Linked DNA regions of Dromaius novaehollandiae: region 1 is linked to region 2. The links are chromatin contacts, called in public Hi-C maps. All regions are on one chromosome and are shown on one strand. Each heading gives the region's core, a stretch centred on a gene start, on an enhancer-like site or on the middle of the called end of the contact. The rest is flanking DNA. Distances are from core to core; before and after follow the strand shown.

What was found. A called contact is a pair of places that touch in the nucleus more often than the background predicts.
Region 1: a Hi-C map of liver shows a contact between it and region 2, with 9 times the contacts expected there. The contact joins the enhancer-like site here to the promoter of ANGPT1 in region 2. A contact is called at or near these places in 2 of 4 Hi-C or Micro-C datasets (brain and liver).

What each region holds. Positions count from the first base shown.
Region 1 is chr2:141,116,027-141,121,986 of bDroNov1.hap1, reverse strand. No RefSeq gene overlaps it. Among named protein-coding and RNA genes, the nearest start is that of ABRA, 37 kb to the left of the region's middle. Within about 2 kb of position 1,641, at least 2 of the 2 cell types and tissues checked have open chromatin away from gene starts, as enhancers often do.
Region 2 is chr2:140,821,844-140,828,122 of bDroNov1.hap1, reverse strand. ANGPT1 (angiopoietin 1) reads right to left here and starts at 4,945. Exons shown (of 9, transcript XM_026119552.2): 1 at 4,249-4,945. The coding sequence starts at 4,545.

The sequences.
Region 1 (5,960 bases), core at 392-2,891, 300 kb before region 2:
AACGTTTTTCTGCAACTGTAGTTTTTTGGTATGTGAACAAAGAGGAGTGACTTCCTTTCATTTACCTGCAGGACCTTAGATTTATGAAACATATTCTTTCATTTTTTATGTTTAACCTTTGACTGGTCTTTCAATTGTGTTACAATATGACTTAAAAAAAGGCACTTGCTTTTAAGCAACAGGGCATGTTGAAAAAGAAACTACATGGAAAAGCTGAGGGAATAGAAAAAATCAAGGCTATTGCTGAAAGCTGAGCAAGAGTGAACTTAATTAGTTCAGCTTTCTAAAAGGGCTCTCTGGAGAAGAAAGATATAAAAGGCCTGAAATAGTACTCTCAAATAAAGAATATGTTCCTTCTCTTCTTTGAGTTGTCTTTGGTCAATATACATGTAATGGAATTATAGTTTGTTGGCTTTCAGATATTTCGAGATGTTGTTCAGTGGTGAACATGCAGTGGTTCAGTGATCACTATTAGGTTTTGATCTTACGTATAAAACCCATTCTGATAAGCTTTTTTGTGTCATTGATAACTGTAAATAATTTGAGTCTGATCATTTTATCTGCAAGTTCTAAAGAGTATGTAAACTTTTTTGATCTAGAGTATATCTGTAAAATGTAGACACACAGACCATGGTTGAAACTTAATAATGAACCTAGAAAGATGTCTTGTACCTGAATTTTTTTCCTATTCTGATTTGTCTCGCATGTACTGGTAGTAAAAATGCCTAGATGGACATTTGGAGGAGCAGTAGTAGAAGCGATTATGTTATGATGATGAATAATCCATACACTGGCTGGGAAAGTGCACCTGTGAGGAAGCCCTTAATGCTCAAGGGAAAATATTAATGTGAATACGTCTCAGACTTTCAATGTGAAAGCGTAACTAAGGAATAAATTGTAATGTTACTTAGAGTATCACTGCAAGTCTCACTTGGCAAGCATCAGTGCAGCAGGACCTGAAGTCCCACTGACCCAAAAGTGTGGTTACAAGTCTAGATCTTTTAGACTTGGTGGCTAGGGCTTGAGACTTGGATGTAGAGCAAGCACCCTATTGTGCAGCTTTCACAGGAGAGAAAAAACTACTTCATTTTTCCTGACACTGGGTTAGTAGATCAGTTCAGCTAAGGAGGTTGGGCAATCACCCAAATCAAAGCAGAGCTATAAATATTAGTAGAGCATTCTCATGGGAGGTCCACAGAATATAAAATTGGCCTCTTTGATTGGTCTCAGAGTCTGACTGAGCTTGGCAGACTCATATATTTTCTCAGGCATTAAATGACCATGGCTTGGATTATTTCTTTAAATGTTTTCTTTCCTTCTGGTGAAGTATAAAGATTGTGGATGCCTTTTTTTTTTTTTTTTTTTTTTTTTTTTTTTTTTTTTTAAGGAAACTGGAACATTTGTGTCCTAAATCTGTATTTATCATAGAAGAAAGGGCTAGGAAAGATCTCCAAAGGTCACCTTGTCCATTTTCCTATTCCAGGGCAGGATTAATGATACATGAAGTGGAGTTCCCACGCTGTGGTACACTGGTGATGCATGAACCACTTCAAAGTGAATGTGGCAGTGCTGCATAGGGTTACAGCATTCTGGAGCAAATCTTCAGTGTACAGGAAATGCTATTTTCGGGAGATCATTTGGGATTGGCTTGTTGTGCCTGCAGCAAAGGGAGGGAGGCCTGTAATTGATTGAGGCTGTTCAGCCTTGGAGGAAAGTGAGTGCAGCTGAGCGTGCTGGATGCAGCAGGATGCATTTCTGTCTCCTATTGTTCAGCTGGGCTTTCTGCCCGTCGCAACTTTCCTGGCGTGTTTCTCTTAGCTTGTGCTGTAGCTGCAGTCCATGGGCTTCTCAGCCATTCTGGCTACATCAGTACAAGTAAATTAAATGTGTCCATGTCCATTCTCTGGCACTGAAACTGCCTGGTGCAGAACAGCCCTTGTTCATATTATTAAACTCTGCCTCTCTCCAAAACAGGGTGGCCACCTGCAGGACAGCTGCCTCTTGGGAATGACGTATGGCCCATTGGCTCCTAAGCCATGCGTGGGAATGGGGAAAGCATGCTGTTTGGGAGGCCAAAGCAGCACCAGAGACCATTCTAATAATTTAACAGAATAGGTACAAAGTCCCAGAGTCTGGGTATGGTCACCGTTGCAAATGAGTTTGCTCTTCGAGATGTAGCTCCCCTCCCTGTACATGTGGCCTCTCCTTGCAGCGTTCCTTTATGCATGATGTCTCCACATGAAGCCATCTTGTTGAAATGGCAAAGCAATGTCCCCATTTGCTTGAGGCCTTTTACTTGCAGAATAGATTTTCTCTAGAAGCTTTCTACATATTCTGCTCTGTGTCTCTGTCCTGTGATCAGGAGCTTACCTCAGAATTCAGATGACCTGCGCTACCAAGTGATGCAGACAAGCAGTTATTGCAGATGATGCTCTTGAACGCTGCTCACTTGACAGTTGATAACTAGCTGCTGTGATCGTTAACTTAATCTGCTCATAGTGTCTGTTTCAGGAACCCACCTGTCCTGTGATTTACGTTTCCCCTCAGGGATGCTGGAGCAGGGATGAGGCAGGTGAGGTAAGGAGCACAGATTTTAGGAAATGTGGGTTGTCTTTACTAGTCAAGTGCCTGAGGCCCTATGCTGTGAAGACAACACAATGGGAGGTTGAAGGAGACAGGGGTTCTGCTGGAGGGAGCTGTGGAGAGAGGCTTCAGTCTGAGGAAAGGATGTAGGAGATGATAGGGTAATAGAAAGCCTAGTGGCTGGACACTCATTCATAACACTCATGATGGAGATGATTAGGAAAGTGGTCTGTACTGTGCTGGAAGTAATATACAGAGGTGCTAGGTCATGGAAATGTTGATAGCCAGTGCTTCTGTGGGAGTTTAATGTTGTCTTTTGGGTGGGAGAGGCAGGCTGTGTTACCAGACTGCACAGGACAACGTGTTTTCCTTTTCCTTTGCAGCCAGGTATCTCCTACTAATATACAGCAGCTGATGCCTTTTGAGAAGGATGTCTGCTGTGCCTGGAAACTTCTCAGGCTGGCTATTCCCAGAAAGGTAAGTATCTGATGGATGTTCAGTCTCTTTTGTATCTGCTGAAGGACCCAGAGTGAGGGGTAGAAGCACCTCCAAGATGAGTGGGACTGAGAGAGACAAATGTTTTGCTTGGGGAAAAAATGGAAAAAAAGCTGAAGGCTTTCACCCCTGTGAAGAGAATATCGTCAGAGGGACAGTCTAGAAAGGCATAATATGCTGGCACCTTAGTATGACTTTAAAATCAAAGATATAGAATTATAACCTTAGCCTTTGATAGTGACTGTTTGCAATATTTTGTGAAGAAATAATAGGTAGCCTGACCCATGTCCTAGCAGTCAGAAAGCTTCAGGCTAATAGCTTCTGGATCCAGACTGTCATCACGGGTTCACATTCAGCACTGGACTTCCGTCTCTGTTGCAGAAGGGGATGGAGCTACAATGCAGATATGTTGTTACCCAAAGGCATGTTTGATGTTTTTCTCATGAGTTGCAAGACTGACAGAAGCAGAGCTTACTTTGGCTAGCACTTGACTGACCCTGCAATGGTGTCCTTTTGTCTTTATGGTCTGACAGAGACTTCTTTTCATTTGTCCTTTCCGTAATTGCATATTGTGATATGACTGCCCTCCCATCTAGTTTAACGCTGCAATGTTCAGAAGACAAGTGTTCCTCAGAGAACTGCAGTGTGCATGCTATCAGGAAACACTGGAATTAATGGCTGCTGAAATTTTAACAGTGAAATTTGATATACAATAATTCCCTGTTCTGAATTTCTGAATCATGGCAGATTACATCATGTTTTGTGATGTCTCAGGGTAGTAGAATATTTACAGGCATATAAAATAGAAATTATTTTGTAAATGTCATATTGGAAGATTTGAGGAAAAAGACCCTGCCTTTAAAATTAATATGATTTTTAAATTTAAAAGTAGAGTATGTCCCAGCTTGTGAACAGTCCCTCTGACACTGTCACAGCTTGCCAGGGAATCCAGCTGTTTAGAAACAGCATCATAGTTCTCATATTGGCACTCTTCTTGTTACGCTCCTCTTATACTGCTATATGACTAGTAGAAGGCTGTCACTTTCTAGACTCCCAGCCAAATAAATAATGAATACAGCTTCATTTAGCAATTGATATCTTTGCATCCGAAGGTTTGCTATTTTTCAGCAACTTCAGAAGAATTTGTCTGCTGACTGAAAATTTTGAGAGAGGAATGGCTTCATTATATATGTGGTTGTAATGCGGGTGCATAGCACAGCTAAATATTTTTAATACAGAAGTTATTGTTATTTTTAAAAGTTGACCCAGATTTTAATGATGGAATTTAATCTGTCTAGCATCGATTTCTATTAAGGAGATAAACATTTAGATATATGAGCTAAACCTCATTCCTAAAACAACTTTCTGAAGGTTAATTCACCTTTCACTCCAAACACAAGGAGGATTTTATTATTCTCTTCTCCATATACATTTGCTGTATTTCTGCAAGAACAGTAAGGAAAATAAGTTGAAACCCCACAAAAATGAAATATTTCTGAGAGGGAAGTGAATAATTATGAAAAGAAGGTCAACAAACAACTAAGTTATGGCTGGATATCTCTTGGATGAGCATAGCATAAAATAATAGTACCACTTTGGCTTTTAAAAACTGTTCTGCAGTGTTTCTGAGAAAACTGCAAAATATAATACCTTATCCTACTTGACTAGAGTCTTTCACTACAAATTGAAAATTAATTTGTACTTCTTTGTATTTTTCTTCAACACCTAGAATAGATTCAGATGGGAATAGGGTATTATTTTTTTAACAGAGCCCAAAAAACCTATGATGTGTTTACAAACCTTCTGTTAGAGAAACCTTAATCAAGTTTCCCAGAGTCTACTAAAGGTTTCTTCCTAAAACCTCCTTTCTCCCTTCCTCCCCTAGTTGTCAGCTCTGTGTTCCTCTGATCATGTTTTAGTTCATGAGTTCAGTCTTTACAAAGATGGGGTACAAGTAAATGACCTTGGCACTATACAGTCACAGGAAGGAGATGTCTCTATCCCACAAAGGGCTTCCAGCCTAAAACCCACATCCTTCAGCCTCATGTGGGAAAACTGTTTCACCTGCATGGAGCCACTTGAAAGCATGAGGCACTTGAAGAAGCAGAAATCAAGGGTCTGGAAAATATTATCAAAGCTGGAAAATGTGAAATGAAATGCTGGCATTAGCTCTGCTGCATAAGCGCTCGGAGCACTGTGTCAGGAACATCTGTTGGAAGCACACAAACCTTGTCTGTGCTAGTTGCTTGGCGCTCATGCAGCTGAGCTGCTGCTGAAATCTGGGTACAAGCTGTCAAAGCAGAGGTTAGTACTGATGTATTTGGTGTTATAGATGCAATTTTACCCTTTATCATGGTTACAAGTATTCAGGATAATATCAAGCTTGGATGCCCCCCGTCTTAGGAACTAAAAAAACCCCACTCTTAACACCTTTGGTGAAAATCTTATTATATGACAAACTTTATCTCTCTGACTATGTGCTTGGCTGTTAAGTGCAAGCTAGAGCTTAAGCAGGCAAAACCAGGGACCATAGATCAATCACAGCTTTTGTGGAGGTGGCTGTTGGTTCATTTTCATCTGCTTTATATAGGAAAGAAACTCGTTAGGTGTTCAGGTATCGGGAAGGTAGTGGCAGACTACATGTTGACCACAGTAAGTACTAGTGGTTGAGGATCTTGAATTAGGAAATTGCCTTGTCTGCTCTCCCAGCTGAGGGAGCCCTTGGCAGTGACGGCTGAAGGAGAACCTGAATGAAGTGATGTATGACCAAACAGTTTGGAAACTGGAGAACGAACAAGCCAAATGTCTCATAATGGCAGCTGAATGTTCCTTCCAGCCAGATTGTACTATAAATGAGGCAGACCAAGCTGACAGATAGGTTA
Region 2 (6,279 bases), core at 3,696-6,195:
CATTGGATCTGAGAATTCATCAAACGCAGAGCAAGAAAGGAGCACCTAGAATAGCTAACAGCCTCTGGGGCTAGACAAGAAATCCAGATCCAAGCTGGACCCCTAGTAGAAGGCTAGTGGCTATTCTTGGATGATGCTTCCTCAATGTTTCCTATGAGCTCTGGTCCATCTTGGAAAATGAACTTAGCACAAAAAACCTGGAAAGCCCCGTTAGTAATGCTCATATCAGCAGAATGGTAAATTCAAAATCTAATGACCTTTTTTATTTGTGGAAATTAACAGGAGTTCATCACGGACATCTTTTTGTTGTCCTTAACACCCAGATATGTGAGCCTTATATCACGCATTACATTAAAAAATGCCCAGTGAAACATAACCGTAAATACAATGGAGTTTTTACTCTTTCTTGTAATATTTTCAATAGGGGACAATGGTTTGTTAATTTAACTAAATATTACACTGCTCATTATGGCCACCTTTATCCTTAAGTTAATATAAATATGCATTAGAAGATATGATATCAGTTTTTAGACCTTGTCCTCCTTGCATCAGAGACTGTCTCATTTTACACAGCTTCATAGCCAGAGTGACATATGAGGAATTTTCTCAACTTCTCCAGTAAAACATACCCAGCGCAAGGCAAAATCCAGCCACTATGGGCACATAAGCATATTAGTATTTCATTGGAGTGCTAGGCACTGCTGGTAAAGAGGGCAGAGAGGGGCTGTAGATGGAGCCAGAGCAGACAGCAAATGTATACTAGTCTTTTCAAAAGTCATCATTTGCAGCACTGTCTACTTCTTCCCTTATAAGCTGGTGACAGCACAAACAGTTTGAAGTGTCAGGGAGGAGAGCTGAAGCTCCCTTACTCGGTTTTAAGTATTACTGATATAATCAATATTTACAGACAAAAGAAACAAAAAATTGTAAGTTTGCATACTGGCTGACCAGAACGATTGTGGTTCACTCTCCAGTCAAGGCTATATGTCAATGTTAGCATCTTATAACATATCATTATCAAGTATTCACTTTCAACTTTTATGGTATTCTGTTTAGGTCATGATCAAGAAGAAGAGTGAGTAGATCATGCCAAACTCACTTACTTACAGCTATTATTAATATTATTTTGACTGAAGGATAAATACATGAAATAATTGCATCTATATAGCCATTTTGAATGTATACTGAGACCACCAATATCATAAGTTCACCCAGCTGACCAACAGAAAGTTTCCGAGCAAGACATGATGATAACATTTCATGTAACTCCTCTTTGGCAACACTTAGACACTGCAATTAAATACCAAACAGTATCACGTGTGCCAGTCAGTTACAGCAAGAAACAAAATGTGATGAACTGTTTGTTTTGAACTATTAGTATAAACATATTGCAGAAATGAAACCCAAGCTTAAACAATGGGGAAAGTTATCCGGTATTAAAATAAACAGTTCTAGGAAAATCTCTGAAAATGTTTACCAAGTCATCTTCTTCCAAGCCATTTCTGTGCAGAGCACTTTGCCGTGTCCAAGGTTTGCCAACCAATCCCAGCAACGCTGGCTAGAGATATGCAAATGCTATTGGACAAGGCTGAGACTTAATTGCCTGTAATCAGCTCCCCAAGCAAGCACATTTTTATCTAGAATCAAGCTAGCAGGTCATCAAAGAAGGACTTTTGTTGTTGAGGGTAAAAGAGTTTCCTCTTCTCTTAAACAATACCTATTTTGCTTCTAGAAATCTGCTAATGTAGAAATCAAGGAAATACATTTTCTAACTTAAAATACTACACAATTTCTTAAGTATATAATACTTTATACAAACTTGCTTAATAAATACTCTTCCAAAATTGCAGGCTAGCATTTGCACTAAGAACATAAGAGGCTCTGGCAAGCAGTGCCAATGTACAATTATAATGAAAGTTATGTATATCGTATAGACTAATAAACCTATTTCTTCTTCATAAGTTACAACATATCTAAAATTCTGAAATATAGACAGTATTTCTTATTATAACTATTCACTTCTGATTATAGACTTATAATCATTAATAATTCTTTATTTTGTTCATGGCAGGTGCATTATAAAATGTTGCTTGGTGCAGCACTAGTTATATCCTGTATTAAAAGTCTAGGAGGAAAACAAATATAGTGTAAAATGAGATGTGAGATGTCTACACAATGTATTCATTACACTTAAGCATGATGCTTCTTTTGAAAGGAAACGAGTTATGGCTGAAATGCTGGGTAATGGCAGCAGCAACAAAGCAAATTCAGTATTCAGAGATGCTATAATGGAGCTGCATCAGACTCATTTGTTCGCAGGGAGCTGTACTCCGTCATGCAGAGAAACGGGTCCTTTCATTCAGAGAACTGACACACAGCATATGTGCACAGCCCTGGCTTCGTGTAAACCTATGGATGCAGAGGGCTGGGGGCTGGGAAGGACAGGGCGGGGGGATGGCCCTGCCCACAGCCTGTTTTACAGTCACTGCAGATATAGAGCCCTCAGATATAAAAGCCTTTCATTGGGCTTCCTACCTGTTTAATCACTTCCTGCTGAAGTGTGAGAGGACTAACCCTAACTCAGACATTCACACTCTAGAGACTCATTTTTCTTCTTGTTCAGTTCACAGTGAAACAGTGATCTTAGTTCAGTCTCTAGTGGACAAACATAGAATAAGTAAAGTCTCATAAGCATGATTCAGCAGGCAATTTGCTCAAGTAAAATCATGTGTGCATAAACACAGATAACAATTTTCCTCTTCTCAGTCCTTGCCTTAAACTCCCAAGGTGCAGTAAAATTATTTCTTAAGAAATGCTTTCCTCTACAAAAGACATCTCCTCAGTTGCAGCCTTATATTCCCCAAAGCAGACCACAATATTAAAAACTGAGGAAAATAGTCTGAAAAAGAAATGCTCCACTATATTTTGGTTTATAGTCACATATTTATTGGGCATAGTCATCTCTCTCTTGCTAGGGCTATACTGTATATGCAAAGAGTGCAATTAATTTACCAGGAGATCAAGAAATTCTCTCTAAAGGTTTTAGCATGGTTAGAAGGGTAGGGGGGTTGTTTATGCTTTTTAACATATTTCTGTCTTCTATACCATCTGGAGGAAATGAAAATTGTAAACGAGATAGGTAGCAATAAATATGCTAATATGAAGTTTTAGTAATCTTTACTAGCATTTTTGATGTTCATTCTTTATTGATGTTCATTCTTTATTGATGTTTATTCTTAGTATGATCTTGTGCTACTGTTAAATGATGTTTCTCTTGAATAGGTATGTACGATAGTTTTCTTGTGCCATCCTACATGATTAATTGCATCACCAATTGCTCAATTTGCTGTTTTGCCAGGTCATCATGCCAAAGTGAGAATAAGAATATTACAATCGTATACAAAGACAGTTTATTTATTTTCACTTGTCACCTATCTCAAACCATTCTCAATATCAAGCCAAAGACAAGGTCCTGCAAGGTAAGTAATTTTACTTGAGTGAGTAACCTTATTAATGGGACTTCTCATCTGAGTAGTTATTCAGATATTTAAGTCTTTTCAGGGCCAAGCCGCAGCTTATACATAAAAAACTGAAAAGTTCAGTAGAAGTTTACAGCTATAGCACAAATTCTTAAAAAGTATTTCACTTCTGCTAAGTTACTGTAACATTATTTTCAAGCCCAGTGTAACACACACTAAAAAAAAATTACTGTGATGATTTAAAAATGTGAATGCTTATATACTTTTCTCTGTCATTCCAGTGATTAGCTGGATAGAATAGGATTACATGATCTATTTATGGAGCAATAATAATATTCTCAATACAGTGCCATTAGATGTTGATTTTTTTAAATGCACCCTTTTGCTGTTAGAGTAGCAGGTATCCTGCATGACATCTGATTGGAAGCTCTGAACTATAAATGGAGTTTATAAGACTAGCTAATAAAGCCTTCCAACATTGGAGTCTCTGGTGTATTTTTGTATACTCTGGCTCATAAAACATCTGTGGTCTCTTGAGAAAAAAGCTTTACAAAATTGCATCTTTCAGTAATGTGAAGAAAATTCTGCTCCCAAGAGCAATCTCACTATGAAGGGTGCACTCTGGATGTAAGATTGCTCACCCTGCAGAGTTAAGAACTAGAGAAATCCTTATTACCTCAGTTCTCATAGAAACTCATGAAAACTATGAACAGCATAAGCACCAACAAAAAAAATCCATTTAATGAGAAGTGGAAAAAGAAGCACTTACTTTTTGCAGCCACTGAGTGTAATTTTCCATCACATGTTCCAAATGTTGCAGTTTCTGGGAAGAGAAATCCTGTTCCACGTGGGGAGCATCTCTCTGAAGAGCATTTGTGTTGTACTGGTCTGTCGTGCTTTCACGACAGTTCCCGTCCTGTTCTGGTAGAATGAAAGTATAGGTGCACTGCCCATGCTGAATCCGGTTATATCTTCTCCCACTGGCTTCTGGACCCCGACGTTGATTATTACAGCCTATGTGAGCCAGAAGAGCAGCCAGGAAAGCAAAGGAAAGGAAAATTGTCATGTTATTATTACTTTCCTTTCCTAATTTTAGAAAAACTTTTTTCTCCCTCTTTTTTTAAATTTGTTCTTAATTTCCTTTAAAGTCTTTAGAAGGACTGGAGAATTGTACTTTAATAATCAAGCTTGGATAAATTGGTATATTTTTAATTTCAATATTAGGATAGCTTCCTTTAGCTAAAATTGGGAATATTTATTGCATAGTAGTTAAGATTTATTGTTTCCTCTCTGTTACAGTCCAGCATGTAGCCTGCTTTAGTCAGCTGCATATGCATATCCCAGTCTCTTTCCCCTACACTATCTGCTGCAGAACTGCTATTTTCTCTCAGACTTCAGTGAGTTTTATTAAGGTTGCACATTCAAGCCAAGCTGGAAGCAAGCAGCCTTTCACAAGATGACTTGACAGGAATGCGTGTATGAGTGCGCCCCTATGCTGAGGATGGCTGATGGCTCGGTACAGAGGGATCATCTTACAAACTGGCTGGATGCATGACCTCAATCATGCATGGCTTTCCAGCCCCTATTGCATACAACTGCTAAGGGCGTTTGACGAATTCACGTAAGTTTAATAAGTTAGGCAGTCCACCTTAATACACTTCATAGGTTCACACTGACCTATTAAAATGTAGATAAAGTGTAGAAGTTTGTTGTAATCTCTCTGTAAATATACAAAGCACTGAAATTTAAAATACTTTCAGTTCTCCACTGCTCAGTATCTATTAAAGAATCCTAAGTCAGAAGAATGTCACTTATGAGAAAAAAATTACATTTAACCCTCACATACTTTTGCTACTTTTCTCAGACAATTGTGTCACTTTAGCAGAGTTTGCAGAGAGCTTTTTATAGGATTTAATGAAATTAAGGTTTCCAAATAATAATGAGAAATGGCAATTCAGAATGACAATAGTATTTTATGCTTGGCTAGTGAAATAAGGTAACTGGTTACAAAACCGAGGTATGCTGGTTGAACTATTCCAGATTGCCTTATGGACTATGTAATTATTACATGTGAAACACTTCTATCAATTTGCAAGTCTGTACAGGCTATACAGTCCCCTTATTATATGTAAAAACTTTCTCAGGGGTAACTTCCCAAGAAAAGGATTGTGGTAACTATTTAAGAAACTATCTTAAACATAAATAATGCCCTTGGTATTTGCTAGAGATGAAACCAGAATGCACAGATTAGAAACAGAATCAGAATAGTCCTGAACTTCAGAGAAATTTGGTTCTGAGTTCCTGCTCTAGGATCTACTATTGTTACATAAATACCAGCCAACTCCTTCGCAGACCACTTTGCACAATTTTACTCATGAGGTAGATAGTCTTCTAAACAGCAAAAGTGCATCAGCTAAAAATCAACCTGTAGCAATTTAACTTTCCAGAAAATCCACCTGCAAGAATACTGCATGCGAGCACCTTCAGTGCTCATGCTGTTGTCATTATTATGTATGTATATTATATTATCATCATATTAGAACTGCAATTTCAATCTCAGAGAACTGCCTGGAATTTTCAGCCAGAAGCCTGTCCTGCTCCTGAATAAGCTATTCCTACTCTAACCTGGGGGCTGAGACTTTCATCTTGCATCCAAAAAGAAACCATTCCCTTTGAATTGCTAAGAAATATCTCCTAAAAAATGTAGAGAAATGAGAGGGGCTTAGCTTGTCTTAAAACATCTGTATGCCCAATATATAGTGAAAAAAAGGAGGAAAGAAAGCAAAGCAAACAGCAAAAC